Linked DNA regions of Zea mays: region 2 is linked to region 1. The links are chromatin contacts, called in public Hi-C maps. All regions are on one chromosome and are shown on one strand. Each heading gives the region's core, a stretch centred on a gene start, on an enhancer-like site or on the middle of the called end of the contact. The rest is flanking DNA. Distances are from core to core; before and after follow the strand shown.

Region 1 (2,700 bases), core at 35-2,534:
TCGAACAGAAAACGAAATTAACAGCAACGGCAGAACATTGTAATCACTGATCAATGGAATTGGAAAACTTAAGGAAGCTACATTTATAACCTACAAAAGATGCTTCTTCTCTTCAACTCTGTTTTCTTCTTATTATTTTTTTACCTTTATCTCCCCCTGACGATGCTCACCTAGAATCACCTCCGAGCAACGGAACTATCCAGAATGAGGGCGCTGATCTGCCTGCTTCAGCTTCAGGCACCTGGATTGAAGCGGGGATCTGACACGGCAGAGTGCTCCACCTCCTCGGACTGCGGCGCCACGTTCAGATCGATCATGGAGGGACTGTTGGTCGGTGACGCAGGAGTGGCGGCTGAGGTGGTGGAGGCGGTGGCGGTGCCGGCAAGCGGCGACGAGGCGCACACATGGGACTGCATGATGTGCTCCCCGAGAGCCTGCCCCAAGAACACGCGGCCGCAGTGGGGACACTCGCGCGGCTGCTGCTTTGCGTTCATGTCATCGTCCTCGCCTCCGTCACGGTGCTCCGGCAATGGCGACAGCGGCGGCTGGGGCTGCGGGGGTGGGGCCGGAGGAGCCACGGGAGGCGCGCAGCAGCCGCCTCTGCCGCCGCGCACGTTGCTGGCGCGGTGTCCGCCAAGCGCCTGGTAGGAGCGGAAGACCTTCTTGCACGCGACGGCCCGCGCCTCGGCCTCTATGTGGGCCGCCTGGTCGGCCAGCGCTCGCACTTCGACCTCCCGCTCGGCGTGGTGGATGGATGGGGAAGAGCTCCATGGTGGTTGGATAGGGCACGTGTGGGGCGCGGCCGCGGTTGCGGCGCGTTGCCACTCTGAGCCGCGCCGGATCTGGATCTCGCTGGAGCGAGAGGGACGGTGGCGGCGCCGCTGGAGAGAAGCAGTGGAAGCATGCGGGGGAGGAGGAGAAAGAGGGAGGCAGGGGCGTTGAAGGCGAGGTGGGCTCGGGCTCCGTTGGCGTTCGCGTCGTTGAAGGCGGGATCTCGGCCGCCGCGGCGCGTGGGGGATGGGGTTCGCGTCGTTGAAGGCAGGATCTCGGCCGCCGCAGCGCGTGGGTTTGGGCTCGGGCTCGGGCGCCATTGGTAGCGGTGGGAATGGGACATGGTGGAGGGGCTCGGGCGCGGCGGTTGCTGTTGCGGAGGCGCCGCGCGTGGGGAGAATGGGTTTGGGGAAGGGTGTTGCGGAGGCGGTTCTCGCGGGCGGGCGTGCGGTAGCGGCAGGATTCGCGGCGTAGGCAGGCGAGCGTTTCGCGGCGGGATTCGCGTAGCGTGCGCTGCGGGCGTTTCACGCGGGAGCCGTGCGGGAGCGGGCGGGGGCAGTCTACATTTGGGTCTTAATAGTTGTAGAGATTAAAAAGAGACTGAAACATGGTCTCAATCGATAAAATCTCTGAACTCTGGCCCTATTACTAGCAGGTCGTCACCGCCCACTCTATAATAGCCCAGCAGAAGGGTGGCGTGTAAGACATAACTCAGAAGTGGGTCAGACATAATGAGGGGACTTTTTTAACAAATCCGAAATTCGTCTCGATGGGATCGAACCTGTGATCTGGAGATGCTAATCATAACCCTTAACTATATTACGCTAGAAGCCCTTTCGAAAAAAATATTATTATAAAAATACATTTTGTTGAATAGTTCCCTCCGATCTATTTTTCCAAACAAGTCCTAAAGTTTAGTTAGTAACATAACGGAGGCCCGAGCGGGAGATTGACTAAACAAAGCCTAGAAAATCATTTAGATTTTGCGGCTCAGCAAAATGAAGTGTACACCCGATCTACTTATATCAAATGATTGGATATATGCAATGCAATGATTGGATATATACAGAGGTCACAAAAAGAATTGGCGTACAAACCACACACACCTAATCGATTCTCCTGCACAAAGGCTGTTGCATTCAGCAACCTGTACACTTTATTTATTCCTCGTCGGGAATCAGTCGTCCTCCTCCGGCGAGGAGAAGAACGACGACGACGAGCTGACCGAGAGGGACCTATGGTGTACACTTCATTATTCCTCGTCGGCAATCAGTGACTCGTCCTCCTCCGACGAGGAGGAGGAGAAGGACGAGGACGAGGACGACGAGCTGACCGAGAGCGACCTCCGGTAGGTGTACAGAACCGCGTCGGGCACCCGCGCCACCCAGCCTCCGCCGCGGCCGGACCCCGGCAGGTAGTACTCCGGCAGCGGCAGGCAGAAGAAGGCGAAGAGGAAGTCGCCCAGGCGCCCGAGCTCCCGCACCGGTGGCAGGAACAGGGCGCGCAGGACGTCGTCCGCGCTCAGCCGCCGCCGCCACCGCCCCGGGCGCGGCGGCCGCTGGCACAGCTCCGCCGGCACGCGCGCCGCTGCCGCCACGAACGAGGCGCTGAACACCATTTCTCGTTGGCCAAGCCTCCTCGCGCGCCCGGGGTTGGTCAGGACAGGACTCAGATGCTTGCTTTGCTTGCTCGGTTTGGCTTCGTGGCTCGTGGGGTTTTGTGTCGCGTCGCGTCGCGTTGCCGCGCGCGGGTTCTGGTTGCGTGGAGTGGGAGAGCCGAAGCGAGCGCGCAGGAGTTTTACGTGGGCGGTGCGGGCGAGGGTGCCGTGCCGTGAGGCAGGGGAACACGAGGGCCATGGGCCATCCAGCGGCCCGGCGCCCAGGAGTCCCCGCCGCCGCGCGGAAGGCACACGGGCTGGCGGTTTTGTGT
Region 2 (2,700 bases), core at 44-2,543, 130 kb before region 1:
TTCAGACACAAGGTGAATTACCCGTGTAGTGGCCACGGGCAAAGTTGTTAGCTGCGTCCTCCTTCCCCGAGATGAGCTGCTCTGGGTGGAAGAGCTGGCGGTACGAGCCAGTGCGAACCTCGTCGATGACAGTGGGCTCAAGGTCGACGAAGATGGCCCTGGGCACATGCTTGCCGGAACCAGTCTCGCTGAAGAACGTGTTGAAGGCATCATGTGCGACGCCAACCGAGGAATCACTGCATCACAATCAAACCAGTGTTATAAAAAATAGATAGCATGGAACTCCAATAAGGCACGAACCATTGGCATATGCGCTTAAAGAGAATTTATAGCCTATGAAACCTGCCTCCTTGGGGTCCTAAACAGGATTTTTTCTATTATCAGGCGGAGCAGCATTAGGGCAATTTTCTATGGTACTACAAGATCAGGCAAACAGAGAAGGGTGCTACTTTTAACAGAGGGTCAGATGAAACTCGTGAATCCAGGGAGATCCATGGTCTGACACTCATCAGAACATCCCAGTTAAATTATTTATTTAGATGACATCCCTGCAGATTCAATTCTTCAGATCTTGCGCCTTACATACAGAGTTGGAAACCCTATCTGTCCCCAAGCACACAAGAATTAACGTGAGCTCCTCTACACGACCTCAACGCATCCTTCTGTGGCGCCTGCCTAATTAACAGGCCTAGTATTAATAGTCAAAAAAAACGCTAACGCAAACTCTTAATTAGGAAACGTTGCATCTGGTCCGGCTCATGCAATCTCTCAACAACCGGCAAAATGCACCAAAACCCAACAGACAACAACAACACATCCCACCCAACAAACAAATCCAGTCGCAAAGGACCAAACTGCGAGTGCAACGGAAAGGAACAGACGAACCAAAAATACGAAACGGATATGGAAGTACCATCACTACACCTACACGTCCCGTCATTTGCTCCGACTAATTGGAAGAAAACAACGCAGCGAATCTAGGAAATGCGACGCATGAGCACGCCAGAATTTTGAGGCGCCGGCTCCATAGAACGCGCAACAGCTTTAAGCTGCAAAAAATGGGTAAACAGGAGGAGCGCGTCGGGCGGATCGACAGGGATGCAGCACTCACCTGGGCATGGTGCCATCGTGCTCGATGCCGTGCTCGAGGCAGTAGAGCTCCCAGCAGGCGTTGCCGACCTGGATCCCGGCCTGGCCGATGTGGATGCTGATGATCTCCCTCATCTTGTTCGCCCGTCTGCGTCTGCCCTTCCTCCCTCTCCGCGCGCCGCGGTTTCTCTTGCCTTGGGCAGGGGCCTCCCTCCAATCTCTCCCTCTGTCTCTCTCTCTCTCTCCTTCCAAAATGTGTGAGATCGGGCGATAAAAAAGGGGGCGGAGGAGAGAGGGAGCCAGGGGAGGGGGGGTGCACTGGCGAGGAAACTGGAAACGGTTGCTTTTGCAACAGCCAGCGCTGTTTCGTGGGCGTTGTTCACGTGAGCCGGCCGGCCGGCCCGCCCGCTGCTGCCGTCCGTTAACGTGAACGCGGTATGAAAGGATCAAAGAATTAAGAATGCTAGGTGGACCATTGCAATGTTTGTACTGGATTTTATTGTTTTTACATTGTTTTTTGTCTCTATAAATTACAACTACAGCAATACAAACAATCGCCTTTAATCTAAAACGACCAATTGGTAGTCATAATTACATGCTTATTTTCTTGGTCAAAAAACTATATGCACTTTCTTAAAAAAAAGATCATAACCAAATGGATGGTTTAGAGTCGTGGTATGTATTCAGCCTCATATGTACAAATAACAAATGATAAGATAGGCTGATGGTAGCTAATCACAGTGCCTTGGTGTCTATAGCAGTCGTCAGTAGGTCACCATAGCTGACACGGCGGGTCTAATCCGGCTAACTGACAGGACAAGTGTTGCGACAATTTTTTACGCGGTCCTTAGATCTCCTATTTTAAGCCTATCTCACACTTATTTTAAACTTTTTTTAATAATAAACTACGGTTTAGCATCCTATTTTTCACACTCCATCCGTGGATAGTGGTGTGTGCATTGCCGGCCTGGGCCCTCTTCGGCTTGGATGCATCCAGACCGGGTGTAGGATATAGGCTGGCCGGGTGGGCGCCGCCATGGACCATGCGATGCGCCAAGGTGTCAGGCCAGCGCCGGCACGTGGGGTGCCAGCCACTCAGGTGAGCTGGGTCAGGCTGTCCGTCGCACCTCATGAAATAGTAGTACTCTATCGATTTGGAGTACACGATACAGCATAAAAAAGCTGCACCGAGTTCACCATATGGTCGTCAAAAATACATTTTATAAACACAGTACAATATACAATGTAAAATAATGCAAAACGGTATTTTTATTGACTATATAGGTGCAAAGTACATTAGTTCATCCATATAGTCACCAAAAACATCTTTTGCATTATTTTGTATTCTAGATTGTGTTGTCTGTAGACTGTAGTTTAAATATGGGTATAAGTATAAGTAAGCTGTTGGAGATTATCTAAGCTACCGTAAAATAGAGGTAGTCACAAAAACGCTATTTACGAGTGCGTTGCACTTAAGGCATGTCTGGTTCGTGGCTAACTATGTCACACTTTAACTAAGGTTAGTCGTCTGAATTGAAAAACCTTAGTTAGAAAAAATTAGGCAAAATATGGTAAGTTGGGCAACGAACCAAACATACTCTATCTCACTTA

What was found. Hi-C and Micro-C count contacts between places; a contact is called where the count stands out from the background.
Region 2: a contact with region 1 is called in a Hi-C map of leaf, with 2.8 times the contacts expected there. The contact joins the promoter of LOC542248 here to the promoter of LOC100381448 in region 1. A contact is called at or near these places in 5 of 25 Hi-C or Micro-C datasets (bundle sheath, ear, leaf and 1 more).

What each region holds. Positions count from the first base shown.
Region 1 is chr2:213,342,788-213,345,487 of Zm-B73-REFERENCE-NAM-5.0, reverse strand. It overlaps LOC100381448 (zinc finger protein ZAT2), which reads right to left and starts at 1,284. Exons shown (of 4, transcript XM_035965473.1): 1 at 1-1,284. The coding sequence starts at 1,091. The coding sequence ends at 234. It overlaps LOC103647767, which reads right to left. Exons shown (of 1, transcript XM_008672280.4): 1 at 1,771-2,700. The coding sequence starts at 2,389. The coding sequence ends at 2,024.
Region 2 is chr2:213,471,084-213,473,783 of Zm-B73-REFERENCE-NAM-5.0, reverse strand. It overlaps LOC542248 (alpha tubulin 5), which reads right to left and starts at 1,293. Exons shown (of 5, transcript NM_001111854.1): 1 at 1,112-1,293; 2 at 22-236. The coding sequence starts at 1,224.